Linked DNA regions of Mus musculus: region 1 is linked to region 2. A link is a contact called in public Micro-C data. All regions are on one chromosome and are shown on one strand. Each heading gives the region's core, a stretch centred on a gene start, on an enhancer-like site or on the middle of the called end of the contact. The rest is flanking DNA. Distances are from core to core; before and after follow the strand shown.

Evidence for each region. A called contact is a pair of places that touch in the nucleus more often than the background predicts.
Region 1: a contact with region 2 is called in a Micro-C map of brown adipocytes, with 2.6 times the contacts expected there. The contact joins two enhancer-like sites. A contact is called at or near these places in 3 of 39 promoter capture datasets (liver, pre-B cells and stem cell-derived epiblast-like cells), 1 of 15 datasets of contacts at CTCF or cohesin (the NIH/3T3 cell line), 4 of 484 Hi-C or Micro-C datasets (CD4 T cells, the CH12 cell line, brown adipocytes and 1 more) and 1 of 115 datasets of contacts at active chromatin or transcription factors (embryonic stem cells).

Annotation. Positions count from the first base shown.
Region 1 is chr11:44,768,274-44,771,477 of GRCm38.p6, reverse strand. All of the region lies in intron 6 of Ebf1 (early B cell factor 1), which reads right to left. Among named protein-coding and RNA genes, the nearest start is that of Ebf1, 150 kb to the right of the region's middle. Within about 2 kb of position 1,782, at least 11 of the 459 cell types and tissues checked have an H3K27ac peak or open chromatin away from gene starts, as enhancers often do. A contact at or near this core is called in brown adipocytes, where this site is marked.
Region 2 is chr11:44,663,452-44,666,765 of GRCm38.p6, reverse strand. The region is part of intron 6 of Ebf1 (early B cell factor 1); the gene reads right to left. Among named protein-coding and RNA genes, the nearest start is that of Ebf1, 47 kb to the right of the region's middle. Within about 2 kb of position 1,340, at least 93 of the 459 cell types and tissues checked have an H3K27ac peak or open chromatin away from gene starts, as enhancers often do. A contact at or near this core is called in brown adipocytes, where this site is marked.

The DNA.
Region 1 (3,204 bases), core at 533-3,032, 100 kb before region 2:
TTCAAAAGCACCTCTAACACTCACTGAAAATACAAATCCTCCATTCCTAGAGGGTGTGTGTGACTCCGAAGAACTGTCCAGGAACCCAACGTGACAGCCAGTCTAGGGAACACACACCATCCAGTGTCCTGTGCCATGGGGCGAGGAGAGGTGTCTGAGCGTTGACATTTTCAGGGGCTAGATAAAGAAGACCTTGTTCCTTTCTTTGCTCGGGGTGTTCTGGAATTTTCTCACACAACTGCTTTGCCTATGTGATGTCAGGAGAGGCCCGAGGGCAGGCCAATGGCAGCTGCACAGCCGAAGGACAAGGAGACGGGTTTACCTCCTCATAAAAATAGAACGGCAAAGGCCCTGGTGAAGTGGTATCCACTAAGAGGGCTTAAGGAGACGTACACCACACTGACAGGGCCATTGTACAAGTGTACTCTGTAAGAGCCCAGACTGCCTAAAAAGGTTCTCAGGAAGAAGTCTCGCTGCTTCTCAGGTGTGTTATTTTTAGCCCCTCCCCTAGGATTATGCATGGCCTAGAATCCCTGCTTGAAAGGGAAGGATACACTTCGCGCTAGCTGCTATCTCTCTGAATTCATCAGAAATCTGGACGTGGACACTACCAACACAAAGGAAGCACAATTAAGGCCCAAGGTGGGACCACTGTGAGCCAAACAGACACCCCACACACATTGTTCCTTTCACACTCCAGCCAGCCCTGCTAAGCAGCTCTGCCTTTGACTGACATGTGACATTCTTGTCTTCGTGGGCAGAGGAGCCAAGCTCCTGATGGCTATCGACATCTGTAAATGTCATGTCTGAATATGCCTCAGCCATTGCTTCTTCTCCTTCAGTGTATTCCCTGCCTCCCGCCCCTCTGCTCACTTTAATTATACAATGAAAACTCTCCAGTGTGGAGTGGCTGCCTGCTCTATCCCACAGGCCCTTAATTGTACTCTGGCATTGGGTCGTGGCATTTTATCACCTTGCCGTGGTAAAAGGCACATTTGCAACAGGAGTCAGTCATGGGACATCTTTCAGAAATGCCAGTGTCTTCACACACACACACACACACACACACACACACACACTTTTTTATATCAGTCTTCTGGGACTTTCTTCCGTGTGGACAAGAGAATGCTAGCTAACACCATATACCATCTCCTACAGTCCTTACCATCAGAAAGAATTCCTCAACTTATTCTGTATGCTGATGACGGCCTATCACCTCTCCCACAATCCCCTGCCTCTTATCAGTTCACAAAATCATCCTGAGCAGGTTCAAGTCCTCTATGGCCTTCATTCCCTGCTGAACACACACACTCACTACTCCTGCTGTTATGAAACACTGTCAAGAGGGAGAAGCACAGAGACCAGCAGAGGACTATGTTGAAGCATTTTCCAAAACAGCCCATCACCAGCAAGCAATTTCTTAGCTGGCAAAAATAAAATAAAATAAAATAAAATAAAATAAAATAAAATAAAATAAAACCTATCCAATCTAGACTTGGCTGTCCAATCGGAGAACAGATCTTAAATCATGTGGAGTCTCCCCACCCTGATCCAAGAATCCCACATTCTACTTCTCACAGGTTAGACATCCATCCCACAGTAGATTAGGAGAGCAGATCTATTCTTGGCAATCCCAGTCTCCAGTTCAATCCAGACCTGAAGGGGGAGGAAGCGTTCTTGTGCTCAGTCATGTTTGAGCCTCTCTCCTGCACAACACCATTTTCCACTTGGGAGATTCATGTTGCACCACTTTTAAGCAATTCCCAGAGGTGTATGAGGGTGCCTGGTCCCAGATGTTTCCCCATCACTCTTCAGTAACATGGAAAATTCCAGGCTATCCTCTACAGGGTGTGAGTAAAGGAGACATGGATTGTTGACGCTTGTCTCTTTCCTGGCCTGAAGATCTCTAAATAAGACTCATGAAATTGGCTTCTCTTGACATTCCTGCCCACTTCAAGACTGCCATTCACCTCAGGACTATGGAGGGAGTGTGGCTTTGGGTACCTCCATCATTCATTCATTCTTAATGAGTATTCCCAATGTGAAGTAAGCAGTAGAGGCTGGAAGCCCCGAGCCAGGAGTCAATAGAAACTGGGAATTCTCCATACTAATATTTCTCAACAAAATTTTGCTCACAGAGACATTCTCCTATCACAGTCTGGGGCTATTCATTGACTGCTACTGAGTCCAGCCTTGATGGAACCAAAAACCACCCAAACAAACAAACAAACAAAAGAAACCCATCATCCCTTGATTCCTATGGAAAGTGCCCAGTACCTTAGTCACAGGAAGGCACTATTTTGAGATATACAAAGAATCACAATAAGTCACATTGGTGAAATTGGCACTGATCTGAGAACCATGAGGAAGGCAAAGGACTAATTTCTTGATAGCCTGGGAGATGACAACCATAGGTGACATCTTTCAGTATGAGGAAGAGGAGGACATCAATGAGTGACCCAAAGCCTCTGAAATCTTGTCATAGCTCAACATCATGGAAGAGTGTGGGGTCCACTAGAGGAGCTTGTCTATAAGGCAACCCTTCTCTTCTCATTCCAACTCACACTCATACCTCTGATTCCCATCTTCCAACTATAGGCACAGGCAGGTACAAGCCAACTGCAGAGAAAAGTCCCTGGTACCCAAGCACCTGCCAGTTGTCACCAGGATGGAACAGAAACTGAAGGATAAAACTGAAGCTTCAGTTTCTGGACTTCCTGATGTTCTGAGAGAAGTTGGCTATTGGATCTTAACACAAATCTTCCAATTCTAAAATATTAATCCAAACTTAGACATTTAAGCCAAGAAAACGCATCTGTCAACTGAACCCTGTGTGTGGCTTGCCGCTGTGCAATCACCCATGCTTTGATTCACATATTGCCAGATGAGACCGGACTTTTACATCATTTCTCTTTTCACTTAGTGAGCTGTGACTTCCCAAGTCGACTATAAATACACTTTTGACCCTGACACACTTTTGGCCGGGTCTGCCTTCCCCTGTCATTCATTTATCACTCAGGCACTGGATTTTTACATTGCCCTGTTTAACAACAGCTATGAGCAGATGTAACATTTCCCAAATGATAGAATATTATAAAGACAAGAGGGGGAATTAGGTGTCAACCTTAGGCAATGTTGTTCCTTTACATTCTGGGGTTTGTTGCTCTTTGTCTTGTTTCTAGCAGGTGCACGTTTGTAATGGGG
Region 2 (3,314 bases), core at 91-2,590:
CCTTCCACCCTGCTCCTATCTTCTCTCTCTCTTCCAATCTCTTCTCTCTCTTTCCCTCCCTCTCTCCTTCCCTCCCTCTCTCCCTTCCTCTCATCCCTCCCTTCCACTCCTCTCTCTTGCTCTCTCCATTGCTCTGACTCTACAAATCTCTGTGGATTTGTATCTGTCTCTCTTTTCTCCTTTAGGTCTCCCCCATCCCATCCCACCCCTCCCTCCATCTATTCCTCCATGCCCCTCTCTCTGTCCCTTCCCCTGTCTCTTGCCTGGGATTTGGATAGGAACTGATCCCTCAACAAAAGGAACCAACGAGTCTCTAGAAGTAGCCCTGCACATGGTGTGGACACATTGTGACCCTGTCAGTAGAGGCAGCAAATGTCCCCTGACAGTGTGGCCCTCAGATGCCCTCTCTTTTCCCTCTCTTCTCTTGGCCTAATGAGCCTCAATTACAGCCAAAGGCGTCTGGACAGTGCCAGGCTAAGAGAGGCCTCTCACAAGGAGCCAGGGGCATCATTTTAACAGGTGTGTGTGTGTGTGTGTGTGTGTGTGTGTGTGTGTGTGTTCACTTCTAACTAGTGACATCTTCCGGCTGTTGGGTTTGGCCCTGGGTTAGGGGTCAGGATCCCTTCTTCCTTGCTGGGGCCCAGAAACCTTGCAAGGAAAGTCAGCAGGTCCCACAGGTCCCGAGAGGGCACAGGGGCCAGGGCTGGCTTGTCTGTGCCCTTTTTAATACCACATTCTAGCAAAAAGAAAATTCTGAGCTCTGACTTTAGAGCCTTTGACACATAATTGGTAGCCAATTTTCCTAAGTGGTGAGTCAATTTTCTGCTTGTGAAATGTAACTTTACCCTGGTGAACACCGGGCCCCAGGGTTTTCAATGTGGCTTAACAGCAATTATATGAATGTTAGGAAGGGGGGGAAGTGTTAAAGTCTCTGCATTTGCATTTGTACGTGTTTTTACCTCTTAAAGGCATAGGAGATATCTCCTAACCAACTCACCCACGGAAAAACCCACCCAGAGACAGGCTCAGGATATCCTGGGAAAGAAAACCACACTACAAAGGGTACCTTTTTTTTTTTCCTGCAAATATTCCAACCAGTAGTGAGATGTAATTGGTTGGGGGTGGCATTTAGGAGGTCAGTCATAGCATGGGTTCCTAGCTCCCCTCCAGCTGTTTTCTTTGCGTGCGCCCTAACCTCTATTACTCTGCCCATCCCCACCTCTAAACAAATACCCGGTGGCGCTGGGCCCCTCCCCTTTGCAGGCTAGTCCCCCACCCCCAGGCTGCTCGGCTCAGCTCCACATTTGCTGTGCGACTCCGCTTTCACTGGCGACAAACTGGAGCCGGGGCCTTTCCGTTCAGGAGGAACTCGCTACGTGTCGCTAACAACAGCACAAACACCGACTGCCCGGCTCTGGGCTCCGCTGCCCACAGCGCACTCGGCACCAAAGAGCCTCAACTGTAAGAAGTAATTCATGAGGTCCCACAAAGCCACTACTGAGAGTCATGGAGCAGGGGGGTGAGAAAAGGGGTGTTCCTGCTCCTGGGGCCTCCATCCCTGCAGATCTGAGCTGCAGTAGTTACATTCACAGCCCAACACAAGCAGTTTGTCCATGTTCGGTTTATCTCATGTTTTGTTTTGTTTTGTTTTGTTTCCTCTATGGAGACAAACCATCTCTATCTTCCATTAATCGTGCTTTTACATTTCCATCCAATTTATTAATAGGATGCTCTCACAGATATAGTTTACATATTTGTTGATTACGTGGACTTAGTTTTTACGTTCATTTAGTTTTGGACACTTTCACACATGTATCTAACAGAGTCTGCTCACAGAAGTCCCTCTGCTCTGGCTAACCCACCCACCATTCTCTTCTTCGAAATAAATCCCCATTCAACTTACATGTCTTTTTGTTTTGTAACCCACCATGTATAACTTTGCCCACCCTCAACCTTAGTCCTAAAATGCACTCTTTGGCTTTATCCAAAATACAAAAGTCATGCCACAATCATGTATTTCCACAGATGTGAACGACACCTACCCACACTGGCTCAAGCTATACTTGCCCATAAAAAGACAGAGCACTGCTGTGAACTTTTTTGGGAAACTTGCTACATTTGTTTCAAAAGACACATGTATTGTAACAAAATAAAAATACTGGGGAGAGACTGACTTTAGAAGCATATATGAGGAATAGGTTTTTTTTGTTTTGTTTTGTTTTGTTTTGTTTTTTTTAAGAACTAGGCTAGGAAACAGAGTAAAGTAACAAGAGTAAATTATATTTAGAGGTCACTAAACGGGAAGAAATACATAAGAAAAACTTTCCCCAAAATAAGAGAGACAGCATGCCAATACAGGCATTTCAGCACGTGTCCTAATTTTGGAGAGGAGGATAAATAAAAGAGTTAAATGTAGAAAAGAAACCGACTGTGGGACTCCTAATTCTGAAAGATAGAGAAAAACAGCCAATGTGCAAACACACCTGTGAAACTTGGTAACAGAGCCTGTGTTAAAGGCAGGATTGCCCCATCAAATGAGTCTCCCAGAGACTCAGTCTGCAGCTCCTGGGTTCAGTGTTTAGTAAAGGGCTTCCCTAAATCCCAGCCACAATGAGATGTCCTTGTAAACACCTTTATACTTCTCCCTAACTCTCCAGTGGATTTCTGCAAGCTCCTACCTCTGTCAACTATGCCTGGCTGGAATTACTATCGAAACACATCCTTCTCCCTAGGAGTTTAAGGGGACAAGCCTTCAGGAGAAGCCTGAGGGAGGGATAATTGTTTGGGGGGCACAAGAGGGGAAGTTAGCTATCTCCTCAGTGGTTCCTGAGACCCTGCTAAGAAGGCTGCTTACCTCTGACAGCAGCCCCGGGCAGGTTTAGGAACCCGGGTTTCATGTTCCTGCCCTTAGCTTTGTGTCTATGATGGCTGGCACATCTCTTTTTGTGGTTGTAATTTAAATGAGACAACCCACTGCACAGCTGTCTCAGTCAAATTATGCAGGGCCATGTGGCCTTTCTTCAATCTTTAAAAAGTCTAGGGCACCTCTGACCATGTTTGAGGGAAGCCCAGGGGAGCAATGACCAACAAAAAGGAATAGCAATTACGCCAGCAAAGGGTGGAAATTTGCCTAAATGAATGTATTCTAGGCAGCACTCAGAAAATGGAAATGTTAGTTTTTATAGCGAGACAGAAGAGTGTCGTGATCAAGATCCTGATCTTTGGGGCTGGACACAGCAGGGTTGGCTTTCTGGCTCCCCTATCTAACAGCAGCGCTGAACCTGAACATGTTATTTAACCTCCTGGAGCTAGGG